Linked DNA regions of Mus musculus: all the other regions are linked to region 1. A link is a contact called in public promoter capture Hi-C data. All regions are on one chromosome and are shown on one strand. Each heading gives the region's core, a stretch centred on a gene start, on an enhancer-like site or on the middle of the called end of the contact. The rest is flanking DNA. Distances are from core to core; before and after follow the strand shown.

Region 1 (3,185 bases), core at 602-3,101:
AAGCATCAGTTAAATGCTAGGTTCCCACCTCACCACCGAGTCACGATGCAAATCTCAGCCCTTGCTTTACTTTCCCGAGGAACACCTACTCATCCAAAGCACCAGTTCAGACCTCAGCAACTCCTTGAAGCCTGCCTACCCGAAGCCAACCTCAGAAGTCGGCTCGAGACACCCCAAGGCCATCATGTTCTTAGCACAGAGATGAATGTGCCCCAGAGGGACAGAGAGCATGGATAATGAACAAAGACAGGAGAGAGGGGAAGAGGACGAAGGGGAAGGAAACAAAGAGGAGGGGAGGAAGGGAATGAGAGATATTTGGGGAGGAGGGAATAAAGGACTGCCTCTGGATGTCGAGGCAGAAGTGGCCCACAGGCAAACGGCAGTTAATAAAGGTAAAAGGGGAAACCCCACAGTAGGATGTGTTTAATTTTAATTGGGCACATTAATTAGGTGAACTAAAGGGGGCTTTTGATTGCTGGACTTCAATACTTTTATAGCTGGACTTTGGTAGTCGGCCTCAGGAGAAAGAAGTGGCTAAATTAGGGACTAGACCTTGGTGGCTAGTGTTAGGAATAAAATCTAACAGTTTTTAGCAAGGCAGAGGGAAAAGGGGAGAAGAGCAAGGTCTGCCAGAACCTTGCCTGCCATGCTGGAACTGGTAGTGAGGTTCCTTCACTACCTTTCCTGGCTCAGATGGCAATAAGGACGCCACCCTCTGGAATTCAAAGAGAGACATCTATCATGGGGCTGTTTGCTTGCGTTTAGTTTCTCCTAGAGCCAAAAGAGTTGGAAGCTCGGAGCTGGCAACCACTCAATAAGATCAGTGAGTGTGTACAGAAGTGAAGGGTGAATAACCGATAGGCGGCTGTTCCAGCTTTTGTAGTTGCTTCACACGCGGTTCTGTCAAGAATGTAAAGTTTGCCCTTCCATTAGTATGTAAAACCACAAGCAACACAAATATGTGGGGGTACTTTGAGAAAATGTAAAGTTTATCCTTTCAAAAATGTTCATTTGTGCTGAGATGTCTTCAATAAAGAGAAACGATGGTTTTTAAAGCAACTCAATGAAAACAGCCTGAGCACTTTGCTTTACCTCTTAGTACTTCCTGATCCCTTAAAATGCCCAATAAATGTTTTCTTTTTAAAAGAGATCTACTTACTATTTTAAATAATAGACGTCTCTATAGAACAATAGAAATATTTATCTGGGACCCAGATGAGGAAAAAGACGAGCAAAAGAGGGTAGGCCAAGTCTATTGTAGTTCCAGGCAGGCTAGTTTGGCTGCTTTGAAACATTTCTTTCAAAAGTTACCAAACTGTTAAGAGTGAAGGTGCACTCTGAGGTCAGAAGTGACGGACAGCTCCCCTTCCTCATTTGGACTGAGTTTTCTTTTTTCTTTTTTTAAAGATTTATTTATTTTATGTATATGAGTACACTGTAGCTGTACAGATGGTTGTGAGCCACCATGTGGTTGCTGGGATTTGAACTCAGGACCTTTCGGAAGAGCAGTCAGTGCTCTTAAACGCTGAGCCATCTCTCCAGCCAGGTCTGAGTTTTCTAAATGGTACGTGGAGACCTCATGTCCTCAGCAGCAAGCATTTCGATTCTGCGCCGGAACCCGAGTTAGGGACTGCGCTGGGGTGCAGCCTCCCCGGCAGGAGTCAGGTTCATTCAGGGAACCGGTTCACACCCCGCCAGGTGAGAGAGGTCTCCGGACTATCAGCTCACGGCTCCACCGCGCAGGCGCGGGGGCCTGTCTCTTCCGGCAGACGCGGCCCGAAGAAAATCGGAACCAGGGCTCCTGGCGCACAGGAGCAGCGGATGAGATTAGCTGAAGTACCACGCTCGGCAAGGCTGGGCCGGTAGGCGGAAGTGGAGGGCTGACTGAGCTGGGGGAACTTTGCCTGGATGGCACTTTCCTGTTCCACAGTCCGCCCCCGCCGGAGGGGCTCGGCTCTGAGATCCAAGATGGAGTTGTTGAGTCGAGCTGAGCAAGAGATGAGTCTGGCGGCCTTGAAACAACACGACCCCTATATCACCAGCATCGCAGACCTCACGGGCCAGGTCGCCCTGTACACTTTCTGCCCCAAAGCCAACCAGTGGGTGAGTGAGGCCCGGCCGGGGACAAGGCCAGCCTGGCCGCTGCCGCCTCTTAAAGGGACCGCGCAGACAGCTGAGGATTGGGGGTGGGGGAGAGAAGCAGGAGCCCAGGACCGCAAAGGCGAGGCCGGGACCTCTCCCAAAACCGGGTCCGGAGCCAAAGAGGTGACCGGGGCACGCGGAATTGAAAGAATGTAGCGGAAGGAGTAGACCAGAGACAGAGCAGGGAAATCGGATGGAGGAGAGAAACGAGGCAGGATCAGTCTTTTTGGGTCGGTTCTCGGGGCTTGAGGTTGCATTGGTAAAATATGAGACAAGTTAATTTTAACAAGTGAGTGAAAGCCTGTGTTTGAAGACTTTGAGGACTCTTAGATACATGTACTTGATGGAAGAGTCCGCTCCTCTTTCCCTGCCGACCTAAATGTGATGGTTTGGATTTGAAGCTTTAAAAATCAGCTTCAGGAGTTAGACCAGCTTTAGTCGAACTACTCTGTATCTCTGGAATTTGAGGAAAATTTTCAAGGCTACTTCAGTAAGAACTGGATTCCTTGGAGACGTTTGCAAGAAAAAGAGACCAGTGCTAGGACCTTTGATGGCTCCCTTCTTTTGGGATTGTGTGAGTGGCATAGAGTTGCAGAAGTTACTTTGTCTACTCGCAGATTCTAGTTAACCTCAACTCGAAGCACCTGTGTACACGGCCCCTTTTCTTGTGCTCCGTTTTTCCTCATTCACTCATTGGGCTATACAGAGGTTCGGTTTTAGAACATTAAAGCTCAACACCTGCGCTGAAAACCCGAGTTAACGCTGTTGCAGCAAAAGAAAGAATACTAATGTTCGATTTTCTTGTTTATTTCTTGTAGTACAGGAACTCAAACCCAAGACCCCCTGATAGCAGGCAGGCACTGTTCCTCTACCACTGGGCTATATACCCACCCCGAGTTACAATTTCTTAGTCACATTTTCAGTTGTTTATTTTAAAACCCTACCAAATTTGCCTAAGGCAGAGAATGGTTTCTATCCATGATTCTTAACAAAGTTCTGAAAATAATAAATTGTGTTTGGTAACCGCAAAATGTGTAACTTGT
Region 2 (2,953 bases), core at 436-2,935, 73 kb before region 1:
ACCACGTGTTCATGTTTTTTTTTTATCAATGCATTGTAAACATTTTATTGTCGTTAAACACTCCTAGATCATGGTCACACAATCTGTTGAAATGTTTCCAACCATTGAAACTTGTTTCACACACTTCATTCTCTTGTATTTCTCCAAATAAGTACATGATATCAAACGAATATTTTTTTTAAAAACTATTTAAATACTGCTTGTGAAGAAAAAGACCTTTCTCATGAATAATTTTTTAGTCAGATATACTTTACCTCACTAAATGGATACAGTTGATGGGAACAAGAGTCCATACTCTGGCTTAAAGCTTGGATTTGCTAGTCTAAAACTGGTTTAGAAACTTCAACTGTCCATACGCAGAGTGAGGTTATCATTACATTTCTCAGAGGTAATTTTGTAGGTGGGCTTATCTCCATAGCAAAGCTATAGTGGCTAAAGTTTTGTCTTTCACATAAGTCCTATATTTAATAATAATATTTTGTTGTTATCTAAGTTTGTTTTCATTTTGGACAATAAAGTATATGTTCATATTGATATTTTTTATTAAAATTAAATTTATTATTTGGGAAAAGCACTGTCTTGTCTTTCACTTTTCAAAAGTATCTCCAAAATAGATTTTAATATCTGCATGATATTCTAATAGATGCAGATTTTCTTTTGATAAGATTTCTTTATGTTATTTTAAATTTTTAACTTTTACTTTTATTTGTACAAGTCTGTGCATGAGCACAAATATATATGCATGTAACAGTGCCAGAGAAAGCCAAAAGGGTTCATCAAATCCTCTGGAACTGGTTGTGACCCTCCCAAGATGGGAGCTGGGAATCGAATTCACACACTCTGAAAGACCAGCAAGCGTGCTAATCACTAAGCCATCTACCTCTCCACTCCTGGTTTCTCTCATTTTAACAATGATTGCATCTTTATTTTTGCCAAGTTTTTGGTTAGCCTTTAAAGACAAAGTCATAAATGGCAACTACAGAGCCAAAAAAGGTCTGAGTGCAGTGAAGCATTGGCCTCAGGGGGCCCTTCTCAGCTCCTCCTCTGGTTCTGTTAACACTCAGTGCTCTGGGATCCTTTTCCTAAGGCCCACTTCCTCTGATAAGGTTTTCCATTTGGTCACCAATGGTTTTAGATCAGCTGCTAAGGGAGATGTGAAACATCTGGGTGAAAATGGCTTTTGAGGGAAATTTTCAATATCCAGATGGTTCTTTCCCTCTCAAAAGTTCCTCCAAAACAAGGAAGAGAAGAAACAGAAACTTCACATAAAGTCAGTAAGTAGACGGAGAAAAGATAAATGACTTATCAGAAGAGTGAAAGGTCAAACCTAAGACACACAAGGGAAGACGCCTGTGGAATGAAAGCGAAACTGTCCCCAAGAACGCCAGAAGAATCAGGAAATGTAAGTATGAGAGAGAAGAGAGGAATAGACCAGCGACAGCAGCTGAACCCCGAGATGCTTGCCAGATCAAACTGGTTCCCCTTCCCAGCAGAACAGATGGACCATTTCTGCTGAAACAGAACCAGAATTGTTCGAATCTAGATGAGAGTGGCTTAAGGCATAGAGAATAGTGTAAAAAGCAGAGCTAAGCGGAGATAAATGAAAATCTGCACATTGACTAAAATAACCTTAGCCCCTTCCACCACAGTGTGATGGGAGCCAGGCTCCTGAAACATTGGGCAGAGACTAGATAAGTCCTTCCTGAAGACGGTGAATGGTAGATGAGCAATACCCACAGATGCCAACACACGGGGATTGCTGACAGCAAACAAGTCTTGCAAACATACACACATGCACACACACACACACACACACACACACACACACACACACGTACGTGCGTGCTAATTCATTCAATTCATACTTTTGGAAGGATGCTGTTCTGGGTACATGGGACTGAAAAACAACCAAAACAGAAATCTCTCTCTTCACAGAGCTTCCATCCTAGTGAAAGAAAACAAACAATAAATACAACAAACAATAAATTATATAGTTTAGGGAGAAAGTAAAGCCAGAAAGTAGGGGAGGAGATGCCAGAAAGTGTTCACATATACATGTATGTATAAAACCATATGTGACATAAAAGTAGAAAGGCAAGTATTTGGGGGACCAGTGAGAGCAGGGAGAGGGCAAAGGAAGGTCATGAAGGTGACTAAGCAAAGTACAGTGGAGGCAGGCACATGTCGGTGGATGAACACGTCATAGGGAGACTCATTATTTGGTATGCATACCAAAAAATAGTCTTAACAGGCAGTGGTGGTGCACACCTTTAAACCCAGCACTTGGGAGGCAGAGGCAGGCAGATTTCTGAGTTCGAGGCCAGCCTGGTCTACAGAGTGAGTTCCAGGATAGCCAGGGCTACACAGAGAAACCTGTCTCAAAAAAACAAAACAAAAATAATAATAAATTGTCTGTCTTAAAGGATCTCAAAGAAATAATAAAAGATATTTTACTCTTTCAGTAGTAATTATATAAAGTTTTAAAGTAGCAATCCAAGAACAACACAAACTCTTCTGGATTAAAGATATGTGGAACTTGACACCGCTTTCTGGCCTGCTGGAATGTGAATGTTCTATACCACGTGATCCCATTGCTATGGGCCAAGATGTTCTACTCCACCTTCCCCACCATGACAGACTTAAACCTTCTGAGAGCATCCAGTGGAGAACTGTGAGAAACATCATTAAGTTACAATGGGAATAGTATTTCAGAAAACTGGCCGGGTAGCTTCCCACGAAAGAAGGAACCGATGTTGGTTTCCAGCCTAATAACGTCATAAAACAATAATTACAAAAGGAAGCTCTGTGTCTGGTGACCTCCAGCAGGCAGGAGAGAACAATGTGGCCACGTGCACTGGAGTCTTGACGGCGGGTCAGTGGGAGAGCTCCTCTGTCCTTCCTAGCTGAGTCCTCAGCGAGCCCTGAGCAGAGTAGCCAAGCCTGCTCCAACAGA
Region 3 (3,259 bases), core at 392-2,891, 130 kb before region 1:
GGCGGGGGAGGGGGGAAGGGGAGGGCATGGGATGGAGGGTGTCCCTTCATGTATAGAGCTCGCCTCACTGTGGGTCTGGTCATTCCTTGGAAGATGGACATTGGGCCACCATCACCTCTGCTGAAGCAGATGTCAAAGTGAGAGTGGTGTCAGAGGTTGGAAATCGGGCGTTTGCAAAACCAATTATCACTAAGTAAAGAGTCAAAGCAAGCACAGGTCTCCTGCCCTACTGTCCTTAAGCCTGGGACAGAGCAAAGCAGGCAGGTGGCACTCAATCTGAGATCAGGGACTAGTTTTGCCAAGCGGTTCCTTTGAGAAGCGCTCACCGGAAAAGGCTTCAAGAAAACCAGGGCTGGGAAATGCTAACGACCTCCATGAAGGGAACCTGGCCAAAAGCACCCCAGCCTTCTTAGACCCGGCCCCCGCTGGTGTGGAAACTGCACGTGGTGAGTTGCAGAGCCCCACAGCGGCAGCAACTCTCTGGGCATTGCTAGGTTACCGACGTGTGCACAGGAGGCACAGGGAGCGGGAATACACGCTCCACCCGACCCTGTTCCCTCAGATCCCAAGACCCGGGGCTTCTCCCATGAGATGATGGGACCAAGCGACCCAAGGGGTAAACCTGGAACAGTCCTAGAATTTTCCTGATGCTACTAAGGACCTTCTTCTTAGTCAACCAGAGGCGCGGGAGATAGGGGGAGGCTGGAAAAAGGGTTCAGGCTGAAGACTAACACCTCCTCTTCCATCGCTCAGGGGCGATGAAAGAGGAAAGTTGAGCCCGAGCACACTGAACCCGGATCACCTCACTCTTGCCCCTTGGCTCCACAGTACTCCACACACACCCAAATGGCCGCCCCCACCCCAGCAAATGCAGAATTAACTGACATTCACGGCCTGAAGAGGAGAACGGAGTAGCTGCCGCGCATCACCCCTTTCTATGTAGATGACACCAAGCCAAAAGCATCATTTCCAACCCCCTCAACCCACCCAACGCATCGGAGATGGGGGGTTGGGGGTGGGAAGAGTAGGATCATGATAGGATGAGGTTTGGCAGCGGGTACCCAAGCTCAGGCTGCTCACCGTTCGCATGGTCCTCTTGGTGCTGCCGTTGATGTTGCATTTTTTTCATCATCATCATCATCATCATCCACGAACATTTATTGAGCGCCTACTGTGTGCAGGGCACTATGCTCAGGGTTAGGGAGGGGGAGGAACGGATATGGGAGGTTACGGATAGGTAGGAGCCGCGGTCCCTGCCCTTATTTTCGCTTCAGCAGGGGGTGGGGAAGGACAGAGACAAATAACCAAAAATAAAGATAATTTATAAAAACCGCCTGCCACCCACGCTCCTTCTTTTTTTTTTGAAAAATGGAGCAAAATAAACTTTTTGTAAAAAATAAAATCAGATGTATATATTATCTTAGTAATATATACATGTAATTTTTTATTTTTTTTATTTTTTTTTACTGCAAAGGAGAATTGGCTTGGTCCCCTCCTCTAGCGGAGGGACACCGTGGTGGTGCCCGCCCGGCCTGCCGGGCCGCTCGGCGCGCCCCCCATGCCGCCCGTCCGCCCGCCCGCCGCGGTGCCCGGTGCCCCGCCGCCGCCGCCGCCGCCCGCGCCGCCGCTGGCTCGGGACCGCGGGCAGCCGGAGCTCACATCCGGGGACGGAGGCGCTCGCCCGCCCGCCCGCCCGCCCGCTCCGCGCCCGCCGCGCCGCGCTGCACGCCGGCTTCGCCCTGGCGACGCTGCGCGCCCGCCGCCGCCGTCCCCCGCCCTCCCCCGCGCGCCCGGGCCTCCCACCGGCCGCGCCGCGCCCCAGCTGCCCGCCTGCGGCCCACGCGCCCCCCGGACTCCACGGCGCGCGACTCGGACGCCGCCACCCCCAGGCTGGCGCGGCTGACCGAGGGTTAAGTGCGCTGCGGCCGCCGACAGCCCGGTTAACCCCCTCGGCGCCGCCGCGCGGGCGCCCCTTCCCCGAGCCAGGCCCGTGGGGCCCCGTGCCTGCTGCTAGGGGCGCCGATGCGCCGCTCCTCTACACGGCGTCCCCAAGCGGAGGCTGCTGGGGTCCCCTGGGGTCCGCTGGGCTGGCTCTGGTGGCCTTCGCACTCTCACACCTGGGGGAGGCCCCGCCCCCCTCCCCCCAGGAACCCAGGTGCCCGCAGGCGATCGCTGCTGCTGCAGCATCAAAGCTCAGGGTTCGAGGGCTCTGCTTGGACTGGACAGGCGTCCCCCAGCTCTTACACCGTTTCTTCCAGTTTAGAGGTGCAAAGAGATGGGGGGCTTGTTCTTTGGGGAGCACTGACTGTCCTCAGAGATCTGCCCTCAGCCCTGAATCCCGTCCTCCCTCCCTTATGCATACGTGGCGGTGGGCTCCCTCCCTCTCGCCATCACCTCCACGTGTATTTGGAGACAGGTACAGAGAAGTAACAGCCAAGGTCTTTCAAACTGCTAGTGTGGAGAGGTAGACTGTGCAGCTCAAATTGATGACTCGTTTAGGAATTAATACTTTTTTTTGTACCTTCTCGGCCTCCTGTTTGTAGTGGGGGAGGTCTACAGGCCCCAGCTCCGTCTGGAGGGGGAAATACTGTATCTAGTGGATGACTGATATTTTTCATTTAGCTTTGTGCTGGCTGTTGGGAAAAGGCGTCTGCTTTGTTACTTTGCAGGATTCGATTTATTTGCCTTTGTTCGGATCTGCTTGTTCCTACGGAGTTTTAGAACGTTTGAGAACAGTGTCTTTAAAGCAAAAGGCTCAGCGTGAATTAAGAAAATAAATGTTTCTGGGAAGGTGCTCCTTGCTCAAAGAGGACACACCGAGCATCTCTGATTGTTGCAGGGGGGATCCACCTGGGAAGAATGACTCTCCAGGGGTCTTCCTGAGAGAGGGGTGTCTAGTTAGGATAGAGGAAAACAACCATGCTTGCCTGCTTTTTCACTTGGCTCTTTGGAGAGTGGCAGGATTGGGAAGCAGCCTGTGGCCTGTGTAAAAGAAAGCTGGTCTGAGCAACCTCACCTGTGCTGGTGCTTAGCTGAAATCAAAAAGGATGCAAGAACATATCCTTTGATAGGTCAGATTTGCAAGGAAGCACGTGTGTCACTATCAGAATTCCAGGTCTATAGCTTATCCTCTGGAGACTTCTACAGAAAATGCCTTGCTAACACTGGCCCATTGTCCGATTTAGTTCAGCCAACACTGAACAGGCATCTGTTAAGCGCAGTTGTCTAGGCTAGGAGTTACCAATTTTGATCTGTGTGC

What was found. Promoter capture Hi-C pulls out the DNA fragments that hold promoters and counts their contacts. Capture Hi-C pulls out chosen DNA fragments and counts their contacts.
Region 2: a promoter capture Hi-C map of hippocampal neurons shows a contact between it and region 1, with 2.0 times the contacts expected there. The contact joins the enhancer-like site here to the promoter of Dcp1a in region 1. A contact is called at or near these places in 5 of 39 promoter capture datasets (embryonic stem cells, hippocampal neurons, liver and 1 more).
Region 3: a promoter capture Hi-C map of pancreatic islet shows a contact between it and region 1. The contact joins the promoter of Cacna1d here to the promoter of Dcp1a in region 1. A contact is called at or near these places in 12 of 39 promoter capture datasets (3T3-L1-derived adipocytes, cranial neural crest, embryonic stem cells and 7 more), 23 of 484 Hi-C or Micro-C datasets (B cells, the BV-2 cell line, Th1 cells and 13 more), 12 of 115 datasets of contacts at active chromatin or transcription factors (the SCID.adh cell line, bone marrow-derived dendritic cells, bone marrow-derived macrophages and 5 more) and 5 of 9 other capture datasets (adipose tissue, embryonic stem cells, liver and 2 more).

What each region holds. Positions count from the first base shown.
Region 1 is chr14:30,477,714-30,480,898 of GRCm38.p6, forward strand. It overlaps Dcp1a (decapping mRNA 1A), which reads left to right and starts at 1,852. Exons shown (of 10, transcript NM_133761.3): 1 at 1,852-2,103. The coding sequence starts at 1,909. It also overlaps a transcript of Cacna1d not described here.
Region 2 is chr14:30,404,591-30,407,543 of GRCm38.p6, forward strand. It overlaps a transcript of Cacna1d not described here. Among named protein-coding and RNA genes, the nearest start is that of 4831407H17Rik, 52 kb to the right of the region's middle. Within about 2 kb of position 1,686, at least 70 of the 459 cell types and tissues checked have an H3K27ac peak or open chromatin away from gene starts, as enhancers often do. A contact at or near this core is called in hippocampal neurons, where this site is marked.
Region 3 is chr14:30,351,845-30,355,103 of GRCm38.p6, forward strand. It overlaps Cacna1d (calcium channel, voltage-dependent, L type, alpha 1D subunit), which reads right to left and starts at 1,642. Exons shown (of 47, transcript NM_001083616.2): 1 at 1,081-1,642. The coding sequence starts at 1,147.